Regions from separate parts of the Pan troglodytes genome. Here all the other regions are linked to region 1. The links are chromatin contacts, called in public Hi-C maps. All regions are on one chromosome and are shown on one strand. Each heading gives the region's core, a stretch centred on a gene start, on an enhancer-like site or on the middle of the called end of the contact. The rest is flanking DNA. Distances are from core to core; before and after follow the strand shown. Region 1 overlaps PRKCA (protein kinase C alpha). Region 2 holds the start of PSMD12 (proteasome 26S subunit, non-ATPase 12). Region 3 holds the start of HELZ (helicase with zinc finger).

What was found. A called contact is a pair of places that touch in the nucleus more often than the background predicts.
Region 2: a Hi-C map of stem cell-derived neural progenitor cells shows a contact between it and region 1, with 4 times the contacts expected there. The contact joins the promoter of PSMD12 here to the enhancer-like site in region 1. A contact is called at or near these places in 1 of 7 Hi-C or Micro-C datasets (stem cell-derived neural progenitor cells) and 1 of 1 datasets of contacts at active chromatin or transcription factors (stem cell-derived excitatory neurons).
Region 3: a contact with region 1 is called in a Hi-C map of stem cell-derived neural progenitor cells, with 2.7 times the contacts expected there. The contact joins the promoter of HELZ here to the enhancer-like site in region 1. A contact is called at or near these places in 1 of 7 Hi-C or Micro-C datasets (stem cell-derived neural progenitor cells) and 1 of 1 datasets of contacts at active chromatin or transcription factors (stem cell-derived excitatory neurons).

What each region holds. Positions count from the first base shown.
Region 1 is chr19:79,695,838-79,699,517 of NHGRI_mPanTro3-v2.0_pri, reverse strand. The region is part of intron 8 of PRKCA (protein kinase C alpha); the gene reads right to left. Among named protein-coding and RNA genes, the nearest start is that of MIR634, 71 kb to the left of the region's middle. Within about 2 kb of position 1,862, at least 7 of the 24 cell types and tissues checked have an H3K27ac peak or open chromatin away from gene starts, as enhancers often do. A contact at or near this core is called in stem cell-derived neural progenitor cells, where this site is marked.
Region 2 is chr19:80,344,762-80,348,441 of NHGRI_mPanTro3-v2.0_pri, reverse strand. It overlaps PSMD12 (proteasome 26S subunit, non-ATPase 12), which reads left to right and starts at 1,955. Exons shown (of 11, transcript XM_511639.9): 1 at 1,955-2,399. The coding sequence starts at 2,292.
Region 3 is chr19:80,223,693-80,227,372 of NHGRI_mPanTro3-v2.0_pri, reverse strand. It overlaps HELZ (helicase with zinc finger), which reads left to right and starts at 1,791. Exons shown (of 33, transcript XM_054670615.2): 1 at 1,791-1,981.

The DNA.
Region 1 (3,680 bases), core at 613-3,112:
GCATGAGTCATTCTTTCTCCTGCTGGCAACTGCAGCGAGGGCCTCAGAACCACAGACTGTCAGCCACAGAAGGGTCCCTGGGGAGTCTGACCTGCCTAGGATGCAGATGAAGATGCTGAGGTCTAGAGAGCTAACTTCACTACAGCCTCTGCGCCGCTTCGTGGCAGTGCTGGCGGAGGAAGAGAAGGACACTCTGTTCTCTACAGAGGCCCTGAAACTAGATGCTGGATCATCCCGTACGTTTCCCTGTGCTAAGGTTGCCCCATCTGGGCTGTAATCTTTGACTAACAGCAGGAGGATGACAGAGCTTTTAGAATTCAAAGCAACTTGGGGATAGTCTCATCAAGGCTGCCCATGTTACAGATGAGGAGAATGAGCCCAGGGGGCACCGTGATATGTCTAAATCAGTTTTCCATCCTGAGCTCTGAATCCAGAACTCCGGCCTTTGAACCTAGTGCTCTTCCTCCTATATCGAGGGTGAACAAACTTTTTCTGTAAAGGTCCAGATAGTAAATATCTGTGGCTTTGTGGGCCAAATACTGTCTCTGTTGTAACTCTCCAACTCTGCCATTGTAGCTCGAAAGCTACAAAAGTGAGTAAAGGAGGGAAGGTGTTCCAATAAGGCCTTAATGGTGAAGACAGGCAGCCGCTGGGGTCTGGGCTGTGGATTGCAGTTTGATGACCCTTGCCCTGTATCATGCAGGTTCTCAAATCATTCATCCTCATTTGCAGTTAGATTTCAGTACAATGTCTGTACCTTCTTAATCTATCAGAACAGTGACAATTAAGAATCTCAAGAGCACTAGAATTAAATCACTATTCAGGCTCTTCCACAATGCTTGCTATGCCAGGCAGCACAGGAAAAGGAAATTTTGCAGCCAAACAATGGTGGTGAATGAAGTATGTATTCAGCAGAGCAAAATTTAAGGGCAACACATTCAATCGTTTTCTTAACAAGAAACATTTTCATGGACACACCCACTTTGGCTGTTGCCACGGTTAAAATAAATTCACAGGCAGCGAGAGGGCCTCCGTTGTCATGGCAACTGAGCCATTCTCCAAGGAGAAACGTGGGACCCTGATGTGTTGGCACTTTGCCAGATGTGGAAACTGCGAAGTGCTTGGTTCTTTTCATACCACATAATATTCACCTCTAGTATCCCGGTGTGTGATTTTCTTTGCAGCCAACCAAATTTTTCCCTGTTTCCCAGATTTGTCTGTTGATAATTGACACATCTGTTAGGATCGCTAATCTTGGTGGTGCACCCCTTGTCTCACCTGCTAAACACCTCCTGGAAAGGCGGTTTGCCCTTGTACCGCGTTCTCCCCAATTGCTAAATCTCCAGGCTTACATGAGGATTCCCCACCAATGACCTTAAGTTTTTCCATCTGCAACAATGTTTTTCTCCCACCAGGGAGCTAGCTGATGGCACACTTGCATCTGATGCCCAGCTTAGAGGAAGGCCCAGTGCACACTGCAACAGCCATGACATAGCATTGTTCGAGAACTTTGGGCACTCAATCATTTTTGGAAACCTATTCCTTTTCCTGCTCGAATGCTCCCCTTTGGAATTACCACCACACTGGCTTTATGGGTTGGCTGTGGCAGGGTCAAGAATCACATGAACTCAGAAACATCATCAAAGTAAATAGTTTTTCAGACTGTCAGCAACATGGCTTCGAAGTGGGTAATTCTCTGGTGCTAAAAAAAAAAACCCGGGGAGATAGAAAATGGGCTGGGGCCCCGTGCAAGCAAGAATAGACTGAAGGAGCCATCCAGCTCTTGGGAAACCCTTGACTTCTTTGCAGCACACTGAAGATCCTCTAAAGCCAAGAAGCAATGGGGAGCACAAGGTGGTGATCTCATCTCTATGTCCACTAAAATGTAAAGACATCCAGGCAACAGTTGATTGCTGTTTGTTGTGTGCAGGTGTCATGGAATCTTTCATTTGCAAATCTTTACTGCCCTCTTGTGGTATTCAGTTTCTGAAGCAACTGCATTTTGGCTGGGATCTTTTAGCAGAGATCCACCTAAGATTCACTAGTCTGCCTTACCGAGGTGAAGTCCCAGTAAATGGGGCAAGATGGCACAAACAAGACACAAAATTGTATCTACGCAGATGCAAAAAAAAAACTGTATCCTTTATAGTAGATGACCTGAATCACTCATGTAAGTGCCAGGACTTTGCAAAATGCCAACGGAACTATAGAGTGCCAACGGAACTACAGATGCCAAAAGTGGGTTTTAAGATCTCTGGGTGCTCTATTTCTAGAAAACAAAGATCCAAACAGTTATAGGCCTTTCTGTGTCTCCCGAATCTTTCCAAACCCTTGACTGGGTGCAGACTCTGCAAGCCACAGATCCAAGAAAGGGCCTGGGGGGAAGGGAGGCAGTGAGGGCTGCAGGGGGCCCTGGAGTGGTCCGAGGGAGCCACGGTGTTTATCTTAGAAACAAAGAACGACCTGGAAAATAGTGAGAAGTAACGACAGTTACATGAGGGCAGAGTTCAATGAAAAAGCCACTTCTGGGAAAATCCAATTGAAGCTAAGCGAGCACAGAACAGCAGCTCCTGAAGTCAATAAAAAACAGTAACAAAAAACGCACCCAAGCTATAACTGGCAATAAAGCCCAGTTCCCCAAGGAAGAAGGTTCCAGAGCCTTCCCTCCATGGCTGTGCAGCTGCTGCAGAAAGGAAAAACAGGATGACTGGGCATCCTCACAGAGAAAAAAAAACAACCAAAAAACAAAACACATCCTATCCCCGAAATGCTGGATACACTGCTCAACTACTCAACGGAAAATTTTTATAAAATGTCTCTGACAGGAGCAAGCAATTTGAAAGCAAGGCCGACTGTCATTAAATTTAGCACAATATTTCCATAATCATTGATTTCATCCTACCCTCACTGAGCCTTTCTAATCCACACCAGTTTTTAAAACCGAGGGGCCTAATTATAGCTCAATGGGACACCTGCTTCCAAGGCTAGCAGCAGCTGCACTGTTCTGGGCTATTCTCTGGGCCCTCTGTGTCAGGCAGCTCACTAGGCGCTCAGGAAGGTGACAAGCATGGGATCTGGGGTCTGCCAGCAGCGGTCTGGGACACCAGTAAAGGCACTGCACACTTCTCTGAGGCCTGTTTCTTCATCTGTAAAATGGGTCAACACTCCCTTTCTCGTCCTGCAGGCTTGGGAGCCTCGCCATCCTGCAGTGGTGAGGGAGTGATCAGAGCTCGGGGCCGGTGGCTGCTGCCGTTCTGAGTAGTCTCGCCACAGCCATCGCCTGCTGCCAGGTGGCAGCGTCAGAAGACAAATTTCCATTCCAGGAAGGGGGAAGAGACGAGGGGGTGGAACAGTGAGACCTCTCCTAAAAAGACAGGGGCTTCCCAGCTGCCCTCAGGGGACTTGGACAGGACTGAGGAGCTGGTCTCCAGCAGGAGGGGCTGCCTGAGGGCAAGGTGGAGGTAGGTGTTTCCTGTCTCCAACGGTGGGCACAGGCCTGAGGGCACAAGGGCAGCTGAGGTCAGGACACTTTTCCCTTTACACATGGTATTTGCACCCTAGCACTCTGGCCCCATGCATGAGGCCTGGCAGCTTGAGGGGGGCGTGGACTCACAAGGGGGCATTCTCCCCGAAGGAAGCAGCGGGTGGAGGGGAACATGGCTGGGATGCAAGTGGCCTCA
Region 2 (3,680 bases), core at 706-3,205, 650 kb before region 1:
ACACAATAAAATATTGTCCCACATTCCATCAGACTTTTGAATGTCCTGCCAGACACTTTCTTCTGTGTCTGAGGCCTAGACTCTAAGTCAATTTTACTTATGACAAGCTACTTTTCTTTCACTTTTAACATCAACTAAAATTTCTAAGAATTCTTCCATGAGAAAAACAATGGAAGATTATATGTTGATACAGTCAGAACTTTATTTCAGCGTGTCATGGATTATAAAGTTTGTTTGTTTATTTATTTATTTTGAGACAGGGTCTCGTCTGTCACCCAGGTTGGAGTGCAGTGGCGCAATCTTGGCTTACTGCAACCTCCACCTCCCGGGTTCAAGCAATTCTCCTGCCTCAACCTCCCGAGAAGCTGGGATTACAGGTGCGTGCCATGACGACTGCCTAATTTTTGCATTTTTAGTACAGACGGGGTTTTGCCATATTGGTCAGGCTGGTCTTGAACTACTGGCCTCAAGTGATCCACCCACCTCAGCATCCCGAAGTGCTGGGATTATAGGCATGAGCCATAAGACCCATCTGATGGACTATAAAATAAAAAAAAAAAAACAATAAGAGCTTTACCAAGAAGTGGCTTGTTGCTCACCATTTTGGAAAATGTCACCAACAATAGGCCCTTACCATGCTTCAGGAACCAAGAGAACACACCTGTTGCAGTTGCAGCTTTTACATTTATAGTTATTGTGTATGGGTGTAAATAACTACTTCCTTGTATTTTCCACTGTAGACATGTTTTAGCCCTTATCTCTTGAAATATATATTATTTTGCTATTTTAAAATTTGTTTCTTGGTTGGGCACAGTGGCTCACACCTGTAATCTCAGCACTTTAGGAGGCCAAGGTGAGAGGACTGCTTGAGGCCAGGTGTTTGAGACCAGCCTGGGCTACGTAGTATAGCTGCTATCTCTACAAAAATAAAAAAAGGTAAAATTTGTTTCTCCTCTACATTACAGATTATAGCTGAGATATTGTCTTATTTTGCTTGTAGATGGTTTATATTTTCCCTGATTTTCATTGCAGTTAAAACAAACAAAGAGATCTATTCAGCATCTATAAAGCGATGTCGGCACTAATTAAATTGAGAACCACTAACATAATAGATAAACCACTCCAAGATTTCCCGTTTTACTGTTTGCTTTCCAGGCTGCTGTTGACCATATGCCCACACCAAACACAACCTCATTCCCATTTTCTTTACTTTTCTTTTTTTTTTTTTTTTTTTTTTTTGAGACGGAGTCTTGCTCTGTCGCCCAGGCTGGAGTGCAGTGGTGCAATCTCGCCGGCTCACTGCAAGCTTCGCCTCCCGGGTTCACGCCATTCTCCTGCCTCAGCCTCCCGAGTAGCTGGGGACTACAGGCGCCCGCCACCACGCCCGGCTAATTTTTTGTATTTTTAGTAGAGACGGGGTTTCACCGTGTTAGCCACGATGGTCTCGATCTCCTGACCTCATGATCCGCCCGCCTCAGCCTCCCAAAGGGCTGGGGTTACAGGCGTGAGCCACCGCGCCTGGCCTCATTTCCATTTTCAAGGATCCTAAGCTTTTTTAAGATCTCAAGCTATTTTCTAGGGACCAGCATGGTATGAATGATAACACATAAAACCTGTAAGGCCCTTAAGAATTGAAATTGTCTCACATGTCATCTAGTTTGATGCTCACGAAAATCCTATAGGGATAACAAATATGTGTTTTTAACTTTTCTTTTTACCAACTTAGTGGATTACAGTGAAAATGAAAACAAAGAGAAAAACCACTTTGCTTATTAAATGACTGAGCTGCTGCCATATCTTCTCTTAGGAGCTTTCAGAGATCCCACAGAGTAAGCCACCAAGATTCTCAAGTAGATAAAACCTTAGAATTTTCTATTTTAAGGTTTATTTTAGCCTCCTGATGTAGAGATGAGAAAACCGAGATCCAAGAAAAGCGACTGGCCACGGTCCTGAGAAATCATATTTCGAAGCAGGGGTGTAGGGGTATATGAGATGGTCTGTTCTATTACACTCGCTTTTCTCATCGCAAATTTTAGATAAAAAGTCTGATGTTCCCAGAGACAAAACCTGACGCTGCAGGCTGGAGTGGCGAGTCCCGCCCCGCGCGCCTCAAGCCCCACCCCCAGGCTGTCCGCGGCAGTGCCTGAGTGGCAACCAGCGCCGGGGACCTCGAGGGGTCCTTCGCGTGGGCTCCCGATGGGCTGCCTGAGCGGGTGCGCGGGCAACTTCCGGTGTGGGTGACGAGTGGTGGCCGAAGCAGGGGTACAGCAAGGGACGCTCAGGCGGGGACCATGGCGGACGGCGGCTCGGAGCGGGCTGACGGGCGCATCGTCAAGATGGAGGTGGACTACAGCGCCACGGTGGATCAGCGCCTACCCGAGTGTGCGAAGCTAGCCAAGGTGAGGAGAGGCCGGCTGGCTGTTGGCGGGCGCCAGGGGCTGAGTCACGGCGCGGAGCCTGCTTAGGCCTCAGGGGGCCTGCGGGCTGGAGCGTGCACCCCCCAATGCCTGTCCAGCCCTAGTTGGGCCTGCACGAGTGGGAGACCCCAGGTCGGCCCGGCCAGGGCTGCGGAGTACGCCAGCGCCTATAGCTTCCCAGACCCTCCCCAAAACAGATGGTCACTTCCCTCCGTGGGACTTAGGGCTCCGTTTAACTTTTTGCCGTTTCTTGGATGCTGTTTAAGTGATATTTACCTTAGTAGTTTCCCAGGGGTTAAGGCCGCTTCAGTATTCAGGCTAGATCAGAGAGTTTCGTTCTGTTGCTGTTGCTCAATCAATTTATGTCGTTACATCGTTTGTGGATCATGGCTATGTGCCTGGTCTTTGGCCAGGAGAAGGGGCAGGAAAGTGATAGTACGAAGATGACTAACACAGGACCCTGTCCTTTAGGAGTTGATGTACGTGATGAATTAGTCAAGTCATGCATGGTGGTGAGGGCCATACAAGGGGAAAGTGTTACTGGAACACCGAGAAGGAAGCTATGCATTCTTAATGGTGCCATAAGGGAAGGTTTCACAGGAAGGCTGACGTTTGTATTGGGTCTTGAAGAATTAGTAAGATTGAGGTGGGGTGGAGTCATTACTGAAGACAGAACTACAAAAGTAAAGACAAGTAGGCACTATAAGAGTTTAACGGGCTTTCCAAGAAACAAGGATGGAGAAAGGTGATAAAGTTGGTACGTATGTATATCTTAGGTTCAGTATGCTTGCTGAGGGGGAGCCACAAATTCATTAAGAGCTTTCTAGCAGCTAGCATCAACAAACATCAGTTACATAAGGGTGGGAAAACTCAGCCGCCTCCAATGCCAGACAGATAACAATAACTGATATTTGTTGAGTAGTTTCTGCAGTGTCAGGCACCGTGCTTACATGCACTAAGCCATTTGATCCTCACCTCAGCCCTATACGATGGCTATTACTATTATCCTTATTTTACAGGTAAGAAAACTTGGGCTAGAAAAAGTTGAATCACATGCCCCAAGATCGTACAGCTAGTAAAGTGGTGAAGCCAAGAAGCAAACCCAGGCAGACCGATTCTAGATTCTGGAGCTGGTGCCCTCACACACCATGCTGTCCTGCCTAGAAGCCTATTGTAGTGAAAACCTGAACTCTTTTTTTTTTTTTTTTTTTTTTTTGAGACGGAGTTTCACTTTTTTCACCCAGGATGGAGTGCAGTGGCGCA
Region 3 (3,680 bases), core at 542-3,041, 530 kb before region 1:
ACTCAGGAGGTTGAGGCAGAGAACAGCTTGAACCTGGAAGGCGGAGGTTGCAGTGAATTGAGATCGCGCTACTGCACTCTAGCCTGGTCGACAGAACAAGACTCTGTCAAAGAAAAGATAATCAGAAGATATGGGGGAATAGGGTTCTCACTGGAAGGAAGCTTGGGGCGCTGCAGGGAAAGAGAGAAGGCCAGCCTGGACCACTGCTGGTGAGGGAAGGTGGGGCCACCTCACACAGGAGCTTGTAGGCCAAGGTTGGGAATCTGGGTTTTATTCCAAGGTTTCAGCAGAGAAGTCTCGATCTGATTTACATTCATCAAATATCACAGGGTTGGTCAGGTGGAGGATGCATTGTAGGTATCCAGGAGGGGCAGGGAGAAGAGTCGGCAGGCCGTCCCAGCTCAGGCAACAGGCGGTGTATTTGACAAGGTTGGGCTTGGATGCACACACTGGAGGCAGTGAATGGGTTGGGCAGTCACACAAACTGAACACTTATTTGGGTCAATGCCTATACAAGGCAAAGAAAGGCTGCCTATCAAAGAAACGTGTTTGGGAGACACAGTCCTTGCCCTCAGCTTATTTCCTGTTTACTTATATTAGGTGGGTGCAAAAGTCACTGTGGCTTTTGTCATTACTTTTGCATAAACTCAGACCACATACCTAAAGGTGCCATGCAAACAAAACCACCATTAAGCCAGTGCATACCAGTGGCTAAATAAGTGCAAAAGAGGAATTGGAAAAGAAGCACCTGGGGTACCCTGGAAAGAGACGTTGGAGCCTTCTTCAGACGGGCCAAGCATTCCCTTTTCCGGCAGGAGGGGCGCTGCCTCCCCCCAGCCTAGCCCATGCCCTTGGTGGCTACCTTGCTGGGCCGTCTAAGAACCTGGCTCCAGGCTCCAGTTTCTCCACTTACTCCGAGGTGAGAAGCGGGTGACTCAGGGGAGGTTGCTCCCCAGCACGCTGCGTTCTTGGCTGGGAATGACTCACTACCTCGTTCCCTCCTTCACGAGTGACCCGGGGCCAATCCCTTAATGTGTCTACACCTTCTCATCAGACCGGGACAATTGCCTGGTGGAGTTTTTGGCTCCCCAGGGGCAGGGCTCCTGTCTGCCACCGTCCACGTTCCTAGTGAGGCTGTTGATAGGGTCTGGAGGAGCGTAAAATCTTCGGGTAGATCCAAGGCCCCAGGCCCTCCCCGTGCACCGAAAGAGGGTTTTAATGCCAGTGCTTCTGCGTTCTTCTAAAGGTAGAGCCGTTCAACAGCATTTTGTACCGAATACAATTCGCAAGCATTCCTGTCTTGGAGGATTTTCTTTTGGGTATCTCCTTGTTGTAAAAACTTGCTTGGAAAAAAAAAAAAAAAGCAACTGGAGCAGGCCTCCAAAGACAGCAAAGCAGGGACCAGAGGCTCTGGGGAGAGCGCGGGAGGAGGCTGACCAAGGGGCCTCCGTTGCTGGGGGGACCTGGGCGGCTGGACGCCGGGGTCAGTACGCTGCTCGCCCCGCGCAGCCGAAAGCGGGCGTGGTGTCGCGGGGAGAGGATGCCCGGCAGCAGTGTGGCCGGCGGGCTGGGGGTACTCGCCCAGGTCAGAGACCTCAGCCCGCACCAAGGCGCCCCGCACTTTCCAGCGCAGCGGGTCGCAGCCCGGAGACGCCGGGCGTCCCCACCTCCAGCCTCCCGAGCTGCAGCGGCGCCCGCGGTTCTCCCCCGGCCCGCCAGGTGGACCCGGACTGGCGCACCCTGCTCTCCGCCCGGGACCCTCCCCCGAGCCCTGGCTGCCTCCGCGCCCCGCCCCGCCCGGAGCCCGCAGCCCGCGCCCCGGATTACCTGCCCCGGAGTCACAGTCCGCAGCCCGGACGCTCCCAGGGTGGCTCCGCGGAGCCTGGAGCCACATTCCTAGGGGAGGGGTCCCCACCTAGAGGGTCGCGGATCACGTTACCCGCCCGGAGGAGGAGACCGCGGGACACAGAGTAAACAAGGGGTAAAAAGTTGCATTTGGCTCAATTTTTTTTTAAAATCGTGCTTCGACGCTGGTGGACTCGGGGACACGGCGTCCTCCCAGCTCCCGGAGCCCAACGGCCCCGGGGCGGTTTCCCAGGGCAGAGGCACCTCTCCGGGCGGCGGGTGCGGAGCTGGTCTGCGCGGCCCTGAAGGCGACCCCGGCCGCTCGCGGGCTTCCTGGAAGCGCGGCCGCAGGAGCAGAAACGCTCACATCTACGCGCACAAATAAATCCGCGAGCAGCTCCGCGCCGCGCCGCGGGCGGCAAGGAAACCTCGGGTTGATTCAATGCAGACGCGGGGCGTCTGCCCGGGCAGGAACGCGGCGAGGCGAGAGGACCGGGCGTGGGGGCAGGGAGGCCGGGGCAGGAGAAAGGGAGAAAACCCCAAAGCCACGTTTTAAAAATGCGGGTGAATTTTCAATGCCGTCAGCCCGGGGGAGGGGAAGGGGCCAGCTGCGGGCGCCGGGGTCGGCGGTCCACCCGGGGCAACTTTCCGGGCGGGAGGCGCGGCCGGAGGGGGCGGCGCCGGCGGCGGGAGGCGGGAGTCGGGGGCCGAGGGGAGTCACTTTAAAGGCTCTTTCTTACCCATAATGCTTTGTGGGGACGTTGACAAGTGGATCCAAGATGGCGTAGAAAGTAATGACAGGTAAGTCCTGACTTCCCCCTTCTCTGCTCCTGGGGCCGCTCCGCGAGCTCCCGGAGCTCTCCGGGGAGGGGACCCGACTCCCCTCCGGTGTCCCGGACCCCGGGCGCGGCGGCCCCGGGGCAGGCTGGGGGCCGGGGCGGCCCGCGGCTGGGCCTGGGAAGCGCGGCTCTTCGAGGCGAGGCCCGGACGCTGGGGCTGTTTACAGCTTCTTCCCCTACTTAGTCCCCTTCCCCTCCGTTGGGGCCCGCAGCGTCCTGGGCCCTGGCAGGAGAGGGGGCCTTGCACGCCCGGCCCGGGAGCCTGTGGGAGGTTTCTCCGGCCCAGAGCACTCTGGGAGGGGGACTCGAGCCTCCCGGCACGTTCCCCTCCTCCGGGTCGCGGCTGGGGGTGGGGAGCGTGCGGGCCTCCCACGCCCCGCTTGATGCCCCCCTCAGGCCTCGGACTTCCACCGGGTGTGGCGGGAGCTGGAGCGGGGGCGTGGGGAAAAGTGGGTCAGGGGTGCGCCCCCTCCCTCCCCCGCGGAGGGCTCTCGGCCCGAGATTCACTTTCTTCCCCCCTTTCCCCGCCCCCTCCTCGGAAATGCTCTTTGGCCCACAAGCACGTCAACAAAAATAAAGATAGGCTCTCTTTTCCTGGAGATTCCTTGAGAGTACTCCAGTACCCTTTTCAAGGGCTCACAGACTGCAGTCTTACCTAGGGAACTTCGATTCCTCTCCCCTAAATTATTGGAGCCTTCTTCACCCTCGCCTTTGCTGAGAAATCTTCAGACAGGGCTGGAAGCCAGGGTCCTCTGATTGTTCTTGGTTCGGGATCCTCAGGTTTTGTTTGCAGTTCAAAAATTGTCATTCCTTCTCCCTCACAACTTAACACTTCTCAGGCAAATCATTAATATAATAAAAAGTGTAACTTCAGAGACAGTGGATTCCTGGAGCGGGGGAAGGAGGGAGGAGTTGTCTGTCTTGCCTAGTTTGTTCTTAATTTTGCTCTCTCTTAAACTCATATTAATGAAATTTCCTCTCCTTCATTTCTTTATG